Linked DNA regions of Sus scrofa: region 2 is linked to region 1. A link is a contact called in public HiChIP or PLAC-seq data. All regions are on one chromosome and are shown on one strand. The core of a region is the stretch at or near the end of the contact, and the rest is flanking DNA. Distances in the headings are between cores, read along the strand shown. Region 1 overlaps PUM1 (pumilio homolog 1). Region 2 has its middle 68 kb from the start of NKAIN1.

The links. HiChIP or PLAC-seq counts read pairs in DNA pulled down with a chosen protein or histone mark.
Region 2: a contact with region 1 is called in an H3K27ac HiChIP or PLAC-seq map of alveolar macrophages. The contact joins two enhancer-like sites. A contact is called at or near these places in 2 of 47 Hi-C or Micro-C datasets (both in embryonic fibroblasts) and 1 of 2 datasets of contacts at active chromatin or transcription factors (alveolar macrophages).

The regions. Positions count from the first base shown.
Region 1 is chr6:87,615,804-87,621,632 of Sscrofa11.1, reverse strand. PUM1 (pumilio homolog 1) reads left to right here. Exons shown (of 22, transcript XM_021095736.1): 6 at 3,914-4,080. Among named protein-coding and RNA genes, the nearest start is that of PUM1, 69 kb to the left of the region's middle. Within about 2 kb of position 1,727, at least 2 of the 83 cell types and tissues checked have an H3K27ac peak or open chromatin away from gene starts, as enhancers often do. A contact at or near this core is called in alveolar macrophages, where this site is marked.
Region 2 is chr6:87,754,424-87,761,214 of Sscrofa11.1, reverse strand. No RefSeq gene overlaps it. Among named protein-coding and RNA genes, the nearest start is that of NKAIN1, 68 kb to the left of the region's middle. Within about 2 kb of position 4,519, at least 68 of the 83 cell types and tissues checked have an H3K27ac peak or open chromatin away from gene starts, as enhancers often do. A contact at or near this core is called in alveolar macrophages, where this site is marked.

The sequences.
Region 1 (5,829 bases), core at 478-2,977:
AATAGACTTTTTTTAGTCTTAATATGTGCTAGGTAATATTGACAAAAAGCAAAACCTAACTTCTGCCTTTAGGATGAAATTTGGACTTAAACAGTACTTAATTGTGAGTGCTCATTTGAAGAAAAAGCTTTTAAAAACATTTGTGGGAGCCTCTACAGACCAGTTAAATCAAGAATCTCTGGGAGAAAGCCCAGACATTTGTAAAATTTAAAAAGATTGTGATGTTCAATACCAACCATAGAGCCACACTGCATTGTGAAAACGACTGTCTCTCTGGCGGTGCCAGATTGGCTCTGTACATTTATCCCTAAATGGGATCAGTGAAGATTTTTAATCTTAATATCATAGATAATGTTACATAGGAAATACTGCCCCAGTGTATAGTTTTTACTAGTATATTACATTTGTATAAAATGGTTTGTACTTTATAAAACTTTTCCATATGTATCATTTTATTGATGTTTATAACTGCTCTGTTTTAAACAAAATGATCCCTGTTTTATAGACAAGAAAACTAAAGACTCAGGTTTAATGACCTGTTCAAAGTCCAGTAAATACTAATACCAGTAAGTGTTAGCAGTTGAGATAGACTGTAGTTTCTGTATTGTCTGTGTTAGTATTTTCCTAAAGATCCTATGGCTATGAATACCTTCTCTTAAACATTAAAAACTTTTGAGGCGTTTCTGCTGTGATGCAATGGGTTAAGAATATGACTGCAGTGCCTTGGGTTGCTGCAGAGGCGTGGGTTTGATCCCTGGCTCAGCGGAGTGGTTTAAAGGAGCCAGTGTCACAGCTGCTGCTCAGGTTCAGTCCCTGGCCTGGGAACTTCCATATGCCTTGAGTGTGGCCTTTGAAAACAACAAAAAAAACCTAAAAACAACTTGAGAATACCATAAAACATATCAGCCCATTTTTACCTTTATTCTCTCTGTAGGGTCTTTAGATTTCTAAGAGATAATTTTTATGATTTTAAACCCTGTGTTCTGTATTTCTCTATCTCTTTTTTTCCCTTTTATGGTCACCCCCAAGGCATATGGGAGTTCCTGGGCTAGGGTCAAATTTTAACCATAGCTGTCAGCCACAGCCACAGCCACAGCAACTCAAGATCCGAGCTGCATCTGCGAGCTTTGTGGCAATGCTAGATCCTTAACCCACTGAGCGAGGCCAGGGATCAAACCTGAATCCTCACGGACACTATGTCAGATTCTTAATCCCCTGAGCCACAACAGGAACTCCTGTTATTCTCTTAATAATAGACCTTGGACAGAATAGCTTTCTTTGTGCTTTTGGTGTCATTCAGAAATTAGGCTTCATGTCAATTATTTTAATTTAGGGCTTTTATTGATTTACTGAATTGTTAAAACGTTCTATTGAAATATGACCCATGTATATGAAAGGATACAGGTCATAAATATTCATCTTCATTAATTTCTGCACATTGAAAATACCCCATGTATTCCATCCAGATTAAGTGTGGAAGTCCCTCACCAACAAATAGAAGGAACCTGTTGTTCTGCTGTAGCATTAATAGACTGTTCAGAGTGGAGAACCAGGTAGCTGTATTTTACATAATAGACTATACACTATTGGCAAAAACCAGCTCATTCCAGGGATATCTTTGAAAATCTAGCCCTTGGCAGTATAATTGAGAATGTAAGCTTAGTGATGAGTGTTCAGGCCAGAACATTTGGCATACAGAAGGGGAATAGCTTTTTGGCAAGCCCTCGTGAAGGGTCACTGAGGAGAGATCATGAAGAATGTTCATTTGGTGAGTGAGTCTGTTCTGTACCCAGATTTCTTTCTTGTCGGTGAAACTTCCTACTGTTGCTTTATTGCATTTCCTTCCCATTTTTGACTATAGCCCTTTTGAACTCCTTGTGAAAAATTGGAGTGGAACTTGCTCTTCCTGAGTCTGTGACTTGATTTATAGAGTTGTGGATGATCACTTAAGTGTGTTGTTGGTAGGATGATCTTCTGATACTTTTTTATTGTTAACATTAGTGGTGTTTAATTCAGGTAGAGTTATCACCACCTCCTGGACGCCTGGTGATAAAAATGATGGGAGGATCCTTCTTATTTTAGCAGTTAGTTTTGCAGGGTTTTTTGGATCATTTCGGTTTTCCTTGTCGTAGTTTTTGAGCTTCTGCTTGGCACTCTATAATCAGTGCTGGGGATATGAAAATGAGTACATAGCTTCTGTCAGTTTTACCTCTGTGGGAGGGGGAGCTGTACCTCTGGACATTTTGAAAGCTCTTCTTGTTTTTAGAATCCTGTCATATTCCCACATCTGGTTTGGGATCTCCGTGCTTAATTGGCTGTTACTTACTCCTTTTGAATCAATAACGGTCTTACACTTAGAAGATGTGAAAGTCATATCTCATTTGCTGCCAGAACCAGAACTATAGTTTACATCTTATTGCCACATGAACCTTAAATTGTGTATTCCTTTTCAGTTCCTTCTTGTATGTTCCTCTATTCATATTAGCCATGAGATCTTTCTTTTTCTGTCTTTTTTGAGCAAAGAATGATTTGAAAGTAAAATGGGCTTTGAACTGGTATTTATAAGGTCCAAGATTGTGAAGATTCCTGAGTCTGGTCTTTCTGGGCCAGAGGTGGTGAAGAACTACTTTGAGAATATCTATTTTGCATTTACAGGCCTACCTCTTCACAACAGAGTGTCTGCTACTTGAGCTTCCATTTGTGATTTCCCCCCCTGCTCAGTGAAATTTTGGTTATGGTGACTCAAATGCTGTACAGTAGCTCTCATCATGTTCTGATTGGATCTTACTTCTTACCTGGAGCTTTCTTTTGGTGCAGGTGTATTTGTTTGTTTCTTAAAGCAGAAGTCTGTGCTGGGGACAAGCGAGGTCACCTCTCTTTAGTTTTACAAAAGCCACAATTACCTAACCCTTCAGTTTAGTTTTGCAAAGCTCTCTGTACCATGTCAGGTCACTATACCAAACCTTTTCCTTTTGGAAACCAAGACACATTTGCTTTAAATGTCCAGGCCTTGTCTTAGGATGTTGGTAAGAGGAGGTAGGCTGAATTTCCTTAGAAAACAGGACATCAGTGTGCTTGGCACCATGTCAGTTCTTTTAGGTCCAGTCTTTCAATCTTTGTAGTTTGAAGCAGTTGAGAGGTAGATTCTATTGTGTCAATGCTTCAGCTTAACATGCTCGCTTGAAGTCTCCCTACTAAGAGACAGGCACTGGAAGACAACCAATAAACACTTTTTAGAGTACTCTTTGTGAGAGAATTTCACGGTTACATGTAACATGTTTTGAAGGATTAAAAAATTCAAGTTAAGGATGATCGGTGAATTATTGATGCAATAAAGTGTGAGACATTGTGGAACTGGGGTGGTGGTGGTACAGATTGGCAGGTCATATATCCCAAGATGAAATGTACAGAGTAATTGAATTGGAATAATGTTAGACCACACTTAGCCCAATATTCAGAAGTAAGGGCTGAATTTACATAGGCAGTGGCGAAGTAGGAAATTCATTTTATAGGCTTACCACTTTTTAACTATGCTCTTAACTGTCACTCCTGGGCTTACTAGGAGTCGTGCTGTTATGTAGAGTTAGATTTGAGAGGAGAGAAGTAGAACTAAGAGATACAAAGTTGTGGTTGGGCTTGGGGTAGAAAGGAAAAAAATGGGGTGGTGGGATATTGGGCCTGATAAGACTGTCCTAAACTCTGTAACATAAATGTATGTCTGTCTCCCCCATTTGGCAAGACATTCTGCAGTGTTCCTGCCTCTGTGTTGTCTGTTAATTAGATTGTAATGTCTTGAAAGGGCATGGGCACTATCCTGTTCTAATTAGCATCTAGTGTAGCTTGGTGTCCATAGTGGCTGCCCACTATTACTAGTTAATAATGATTAGTGAAGCTGAAGCTATTTTTTAAACAGGGCCCAAGGGATGCAGACAGTGATGAAAACGACAAAGGTGAAAAGAAGAACAAGGGTACGTTTGATGGAGATAAGCTAGGAGATTTGAAGGAGGAGGGTGATGTGATGGACAAGACCAATGGTTTACCAGTGCAGAATGGGATTGACGCAGACGTCAAAGATTTTAGGTTTGTATGTTTTACACTTCTGATTTTTGAATGGGGGCTATGGGTTTATGTTTTGATTTAGTTTTATTTTTATTTTTAGTTTTCTTTTTCCCTCCCTATGTGTCTTTTTAAAGAATTGGGTCTAGTGTAGGCCATACCACAAAGATTGTGAATTAATTGATAAGGTGGGATTTTCTAAGATCTGTCCATGCCTGGTGTTTTGCCAAAACAATAGGCTTTGCATTTGTATAGAGCACTATAATTTGCAGAATGATTCCATAAAATCATTTCAGTGATTCTCAAATACCAAAATCGCCTGGGATAGGTGCCTTGGGAGTTCTTCCAAGTTTCTCCCAAATTACTATATTGGGGAGAAGTCACGGCTTACTAATTGGAGTATGTCATATCACCCCTAGCATGTTAGAGTAGAGGGAAAAACAGTCGAAAACTTATTTCACTTGAGACTTGAAAGCTCCTTTTGAAGTAGGTTGCTCAGGTGTCATTTTCTTCATTTTGAAGAACCAGAGATGCAGCTCAAGTGACTTGTTCTTAATCATATCCCTTCTATGGATGCTTTTCATTCCATCTCTGGTCATGCTTGATTTGCAGGTTTTAGCCTCTAATTTAATATGCACAATATTGAAAAGATACTATGTTTATTTGTCTTCACATTTGGCAAGTATTTTTTATTTATTTTGGTAACCTTTAGTGATCATATATGGTTTAAAACATTTAAAAATCCTTAGTTATGTGTAATTAGAGAATTTAATTTTGAGTAATTTTAGTCTAAAGCTAATATGTGTGTGTCTAAACACAAACACATTCTAATAATCCACAGAGTCAAAATTAAAATATATTATGGGTCATTGTAGAACAATGTTCTTTGTTTAGTCTTCCTAATCTCATTTTTGTATCTTGTGAGTGTAAAGAAGTACAGTTTTTGGAAGAAATTTGGGGAACAGAGTAATAAACACTTACCTAAGTTCTTTCAGATGAGTTTGGATAGCCTCTCCATCCAAAATCTCAAGCAGCCTGTGGCACTGTTGTGTGGTATTTGACTTTGAGGCAGGTGTGGTGGTAGGGTGTGTGTGTATCAAGGAACATGACAAGAACTTTAATTTGTACCAGCTATAGGATTTCTTTTAGGCTTAGAATGTAGCCACAGGCTGCACTCCCCTGACTAGAATAAAATATTCTTCTATATTAGTCTGAATTGGAATTATATAGTCCTGTAATCTTTTTATGTAGAGTGATCATGTGTCTTGGATTAGCCAGGACAGTGTTTGTTTGTACCTGTGTCCCAGGATATTTATTAATAGTGACTTCTTTTTGCTGTTATGGTTGTCCTGATTTGAATAATAAGTAACGTCCTCGCATTTCTTTTAATTCTTAGAATTGTCTCCTTAGCGCAGGGTCTTAGCCTAGACAGTGAATTTATTTTGTATTATTTTGTAATGGTCTTCTTAAAAGTTTCATAGAAGGGGAAAAGAGGAGACATTTTTATTAGCATTGGCCCATGGTACCTAGAAAATACATTAAATTTTTTTTCGCCTATTAAAAAAATTGAAAAAAAAAAAAAAGAATAATTCTCAGATGTGGAATTTCCCCTTAGAAACTACTTTGTCCATTGACTCTATTTAAAGAGTAGAGGGAACATACTTTACTACCTGTATTTTGGGGTCTCTATTTTCATGGATGCCACAGGCAGTATGTTTTTTTTTTTTTTTTTTTTTTTCCAGTTCATCCAGTGTTCATCAAATCTGGGCCCCT
Region 2 (6,791 bases), core at 3,270-5,769, 140 kb before region 1:
GATGGGAATGGTAGATGGGGAGCTGGGGTCGGGAGAAGGTCAGTGGGGAGATGGGAAGAGTCAGGGTGAGACAGAGCACTGGGAGTGGCCAGGAAGGTGTGTTCTTATCTGTTTAATGGGTCACTTTATTCATTCATTCATTCATCATTCATTTGCTTTTTTTAGGGCTGCACCTGCAGCGTATGGAAATTCCCAGGCTGGGGGTCGAATGAAAGCTGCAGCTGCTGGCCTACACCACAGCTCACAGCAACGCTGGCTCCTTAACCCACTCAGTGAGGGCAGGGATCCATCCATCACATCGTCATGGATCCTAGTCGGGTTCATTATCACTGAACCACAATGGAAACTCTTAATGGGTCACTTTAGACAAGTTAGCTGCTGTTCTAAGCATCAATCATCTCATCTGTAAAATGGCCCTAATAAATTATATCTTCAGGCCATAGAGGGTATGGACTTTGGCAATTGTAAAAGCTGTACACAGAGGAAGCCGTACACAGGAAAAGAACTCATTGTATTTTTGGGTGGCCTGAGGCCTTCTTGCCAGGCCTCTGGAGCAGTCTGGTAGGATCTGAGTCTCAGCTCTGACCCCCAGGGGTGCTCACAGAGGCCTCCCAGGCCTGGGGCATCTCTGGGGGCTGCTTACACTTTCTCCATCTGCCTCTGCAGCCCCAGCCTGCCCTCTTGGGATGGCGATGGGCAAAGCACCCCTCTCACTGTCACAGGACTTGGCCCTGAGAACCAGCTGCCATCTCTTCCTGCCTTCTCTCCACTCCACACTCTGCTCACCCCTCTGCAGCCTTTGCCCAAAGGCGGCCCCAGGAGGTGTCTCCAAGCCTCCGCTGTGATAAGCACTCCCATTGCCCTGAAGTGAAAACAGGGCCTCTGGAAGTGAAAGGAAGTGTTCCAGGTCTGGAGACCATCTTCTGTCCCCATGCCATGGCCTGCAAAGACTGGCCTGGGGTCTGGATGTCACCGGCACACTGCAGCTAGGGCTGCACCCTAGGCTCCCAGCCTGGTCCTGTTGGTGCTCAGTAGGTGTTTGTTGAGCAAGTAAGAGAATGAATGAATAAATGAATGAGCGAAAGAAGAGCAGAGTGGATACTGTGGTTATTCCTTTTTACAAATCACGAAATTGAGGCTCGGTGAGGCAAAGGGCCCTTTCCCTCACCAGGTCACACAGCTGCGACTGGATTCCTGGTCTCTGACTCTAAAGCCCTTGTTTTGGAGATCCCCTCGTGGCACAGTGGAACTGAATCTGACTAGGAACCATGAGGTTGTGGGTTTGATCCCTGGCCTTGCTCAGTGGGTTAAGGATCTAGTGTTGCTGTGGCTGTGGTGTAGGCCAGCAGCTGCAGCTTTCATTCGACCCCTAGCCTGGGAACTTCCATATGCTCCAGGTGTGGCTCTAAAAAGCAAATAAATAAATAAATAAAGCCCTTGTTCTTCTATCAGCTGAGATTCTGCCGTTTGGTCCTGCAGCATTTCCTGCCCTCTGTGGACATGGTAGAACAAGAGGCCTAATTTTCTGGGCTTTAGGGGACCTGGGCTCCCCACACTCCCCATTCTCTTCTCTGTGGGAAAAATAAAAAAGCCCTCATTCCAGCAGGGGGCACCGCAGCCCCTCCTCCAGGGTGAATGCACACATCAGCCCCACTGGGCACTCTGGTCACCACCATCGCCGTGTGGTTTTCAAGGCCCTCTGACCCGTCTGATGTGGCCAGGCCACAATTCCAGAGCTGAAGTGTTTTCGGTCATGGTGTGCAGCAGTTTGATGTGGGATCTCAGTTCCCAGACCAGAGATGGAACCTGGGCCGCAGTGGTAAATGTGCTGAATCCTAACCATTAGACCACCAGGGAACTCCTTTAGAGATGGAGCTTTGAAACAGGCGACACAGGCTCCAATCCCAGCACTGCCCCCAGGACAAATCACCATCCCTCTCCAAGCCTTGGTTTTATGCATGCAGACCTGTTATTTGCACACATCTCTCTCTCTCGCTCGCTCGCTCGCTCACTCACTCTCCCCCTGGGTTGCACTGGGTTTGTAAGGAACCATGCATCAGTGCCCAGTACTCAGTAGAAACTCAATATATATGTACCCTACTGTCCCATGGCATCAGTACAAGGTACATCATCACCTCCATTGGGAGGCCAATGTTGTAGATCACCAAGGACTCGTTCTGCTTGGGCCAGCCAGGGAGAGGTGGGGCGGCCACCACTGCCTGTCCCTCCAGCCACAGGTCTGTCAGGGTGCAAATGATGTTCTTATTGCTTTCCTTTTCCCATCAGGGTGTCACTCACCTGCCCTCCTGAGTCCTAGTGGTGGCCCAGCCAGCCTCCTTGGTCTGGCTCCCCAAAGGGCTTGCTCCCTCTGTTCCTGTCCTACTGCTGCATAACAAATCAACCTAAATACTTAATGGCTTAAGGAGTCAGCATCGTGGCCCGGTGGGCTAAGAACCTCAACTTAATGTTCAGGGATGCAGGTTTCATCCCTGGCCTCGCTCAGTGGGTTAAGGATCCAACGTTGCTGTTGCTGTGGCTGTGGTGTAGACTGGCAGCTGCAGCTCCAAATTCAACCTCTAGCCTGGGAACTTCCACCCTTAAAAAAAAAAAAAAAAAAGAGCAGCCAATGAAACCACTGACCATACCTTTTTTTTAGGGCCAAACCCATGGCATACAAAAGTTCCCAGGCTAGGAGTCAAATCAGAGCTATAGGCGCTGGCCTATACCACAGCCACAGCAACATAGGGTCTGAGCTGCATCTGCAAACTATACCACAGCTTATGGCAACGCCAGATCTTTAGCAAGGCCAGGGATCAAAGTTGTGTCCTCATGGATACTAGTCAGATTCATTACTGCTGAGCCACAACAGGAACTCCCTGACTCTACCTTTTAATAAGAGGATTGGCGAAGAATCTGTGATCAACTTTAATCTGTCACATCATCTAAAGTCTCTCCATTCCGCTGCATTTAATACATGTGTAGCCTCAACTCCTACTGTGCCAAGACTTGTACAGTGTACTAGGGGTGAAATGATAATGGATGTTTGTTTATTTATTTATTAGGCATATGGAAGTTCCCAGGCTAAGGGTTGAACTGGAGCTGCAGCTGCTGGTCTATGCCACAGCCACAGCATCACCAAATCCGAGCTGCATCTGTGACCTTTGCTGCAGCTCGAGGCAACGCCTCATCCTTAACCCACTGAGCAAGGCCAGGGATCAAACCCGCATCCTTATGGACACTATGATGTGTTTTTAATCCACTGAGCCACAATGGGAGCTTCTGGGGACATTGAAAACCACCACTGTGTGGAGTTCCTCCTGTGGAGCAGTGGGTTAAGGGTCTGCCTTTGCTAGAGCTGTGGTGTAGGTTGCAGCTGTGGCTGGGATTCCATCCCTTGCCCAGGAACTTCCATATGCTATGGGTTAGGCCATAAAAAAAAAAAAAAAAAAGGAAACAAAAACCCTATGCTTAATAGAGTAGCTCTCTTGTTTCTTCTAAATTTCTGGGGGAGCTGGATTTGTAGATGCATTTGGGAATAGGGGCTGGAGAAAATGGAACAGGCTCTACATACAGGGTGAGAAGAATTTTGGAGGATCTGTGGGACAAACTGGAAAAAGATGAGTAAGGGGGCAGGGAAAACACCTGGAAAACCTGGAGGGGGTGAGCTGGATGAAAATCTCCTGGTAGGAGTTCCTATTGTGGTGCAGCAGAAACAAATCCGACTATGAACCATGAGGTTTTGGGTTCGATCCCTGGCCTCGCTCAGTGGGTTAAGGATCTGGCGTCGCCATGAGCTGTGGTGTAGGTCGTAGATGCGGCTCGGATCTGGCCGATGGCATCTGTGGCTGTGGCGTAGGCCAGCAGCTGAAGCTCCGATTCGACCCCTAGCCTGGAAACTTCCATATGCCTCGGGTGCGGCCCTAAAAAGAGAGAAAGACAAAACAAACAAACAAATCAAAAAAAAACCCAAAAGAAAATCTCCTGGTAGAAGAGGCACTTTTCAGACAGATGTCTAATATTCACATCCATTCATCCAACAGTTGTCCACCTACCACCCACCAGTGCTGTGCACTGCAAACACAGTGGTGAGCAAGATCAGGGCCTACCTACAGTCTCAGGGAAGACGAAAACAACCAAAAAGTAAAAACAAGATAATTACACACTGTGATTAGTACAGTTCTTTTGAGCAAATACAAAATACATGTTTGTTAAGGGTTGGCGGGTGGTCATCATTTCATAGGAGAGGAAGCAGCATCCACGCAGGGGGAAGGACTTGCCGCAAGGCTCAGCAGAGTCTCGGACCTCCGGGTCCGCAGGGCGGCCATTCCGGCGGGGACCAGCAGGGGAGGCTGTGGAGCTAGCAGCGTCCTGGAAAAGTCCAGGGCCTCGGCGACTGGCCCTCGGCCCCGCCCATCGTGCCCCTTCCGACCTCCCGCCTTCCGCCCCATAGGGTCCCTCCCGCCCGCCGCTCCCGGAGCTTGGGCCCCGCCTCCAGCCCCACCCCTCAAGGAGCGCCTCGCCCCCGCTTCCGGCTCTTCCCAGCCCCGCCTAGTTCCTTCAGAGAGGGCCCCGCCCACCCCTCTCTGAACCCGGCCGCTCCCGCCCGGTCTCCCGGGTCGAGCCTGGCCGCCGCTCTCCAACTCCAGCTTTCCCGGCTCGAGCCCCACCCCTTCGCCCCGCGGACTCCCTTTGTTCCACAGCCAACCCGCCGGTTTTGGGAGTCGCTGACTCAGCAAAGTGGAACCGGACCTTGGCGCCTCCACCCGCACCCTATCCTCCCTGTAGGACTGGCGGTTGGCGCCTGGGGAGGTGGGAGGTGCGATCGCGCCGGCCCAGCCCTTCTTTTGTTCCATAGAACATTCCTTTGCTCTAGCCCTCCCAACCTGGAGAGTCTGTGGTTAATGTTTCAGGTTACGGTTTGGGACCATGACACCAAATCTGCAGCCCTGAAACCTGGCTCCTGCCACGTCCTCGTTGGCGTTGAGCAATTCTTTTGTCTTCCCTGTACCTTAGTTTGCTCACTTGTAAAATGGGAGCCAAAATGCTGATCACTGTTGCTGGGAGATTAATTTTTTTTTTCTTCTCAATATGGCCACACGCGAGGCACATGGAGATTTCCAGGCTAGGGGGTCCAATAGGAGCTGTAGCTGCCGACCTACGCCAGAGCCACAGCGACTCAGGATCCGAGCTGTGTCTGCGACCTACACCACAGCTCATGGCAACGCCGGATCCTTGACCCACTGAGTGAGGCCAGGGATAGAACCCACAACCTCATGGCTCCTAGTGGGATTCCTTTCCGCTGCAGAAAGGAACTCTGCTGGGAGATTAACTGTGAAAACACAGCTATGAAAGCTGCAGGCACAAAGTGAATGCTAGGTGGTTGGCTTTGGAAAGTCTCCACTGATAAAAAGCTAGCTAAAGTTCACCTCTTTCCTTTCATCCCACTTTGCAGGACGATTCTTTGCCTTCTTCAGATTTTTGTTTTGTTTGTTTGTTTTTTGTCTTTTTGCCTTTTCTAAGGCTGCTCCCACAGCACATAGAGATTCCGAAGCTAGGGGTCGAATTGGAGCTGTAGCCACAGGCCTACACCAGAGCCACAGCAACAAGGGATCCGAGCTGTGTCTGCAACCTACGCCACAGCTCACAGCAACGCCGGATCCTTAACCCACTGAGCAAGGCCAGGGATTGAACCCACAACCTCATGGTTCCTAGTGGGATTCGTTGACCACTGCGCCACGACGGGAACGCCTGCCTTCTTCAGATCTTTAAAGTCTCACTTAAATAAAGGTCTTCCCTGCTTGCTCCCACACACCTACACACTCCTGGAGTTATCCTGTCACACAGGATAGTAGTAGGCAATAACTTTCTGCATTCAAATACTTTTTTTTTTTATGGACGCATCTGAGGCATATGGAAGTTCCTGGGCTAGGGGTCAAATTGGAGCTGCAGCTGCCAGCCTACACCACAGCCACAGCAATGGAGGATCCAAACAGTGTCTGTGACCTACACCACAGTTCAAGGCAACGTCAGATCCTTAACCCACTGACTGAGGTCGGGGATTGAACCCACATCCTCATGCATCCTTGTCGGGTTGGTAAGTGCTAGCCATGAAAGGAGCTTCGGGAACTCCTGCTTTTTTAAAAAAAGTTGAGGAGTTCCCGTCGTGGCGCAGTGGTTAACGAATCCGACTAGGAACCATGAGGTTGCGGGTTCGGTCCCTGTCCTTGCTCAGTGGGTTAACAATCCGGCGTTGCCGTGAACTGTGCTGTAGGTTGCAGACGCGGCTCGGATCCCGAGTTGCTGTGGCTCTGGCGTAGGCTGGTGGCTACAGCTCCGATTAGACTCCTAGCCTGGGAACCTCCATATGCCGTGGGAGCGGCCCCAAAAAATAGCAAAAAAAAACCCCAAAAAATAAAAAAATAAAAATAAAAAACCTTTAAAAAAAATTTGAGGTATACTTTACCTTTAATGAAATGCACAGACAGAACTTAAACATGCAGTTCCACAAAATGAATTTCAACAAAATTAAAACACCCCTGTAACCTACACCGGAGCAGCCCCACAGGAAAGTCCCTTCCCAATGAATCTCGCCTCCCATCCCAGGTAACCGCTGTTCCCATTTCTATCATCCTGGATATATTTGCCTGTTTTAGAACTTAATATAAACTAAAGAATACAGAATAACTTTCCTAAGAATGGTTTCTTTCATTCAGCATAGTCTTCTTGAGATTCATACATATTGTATGATTAGTAATTTTTTTCTTTTCATTGATAAGTAGTATTTTTATATA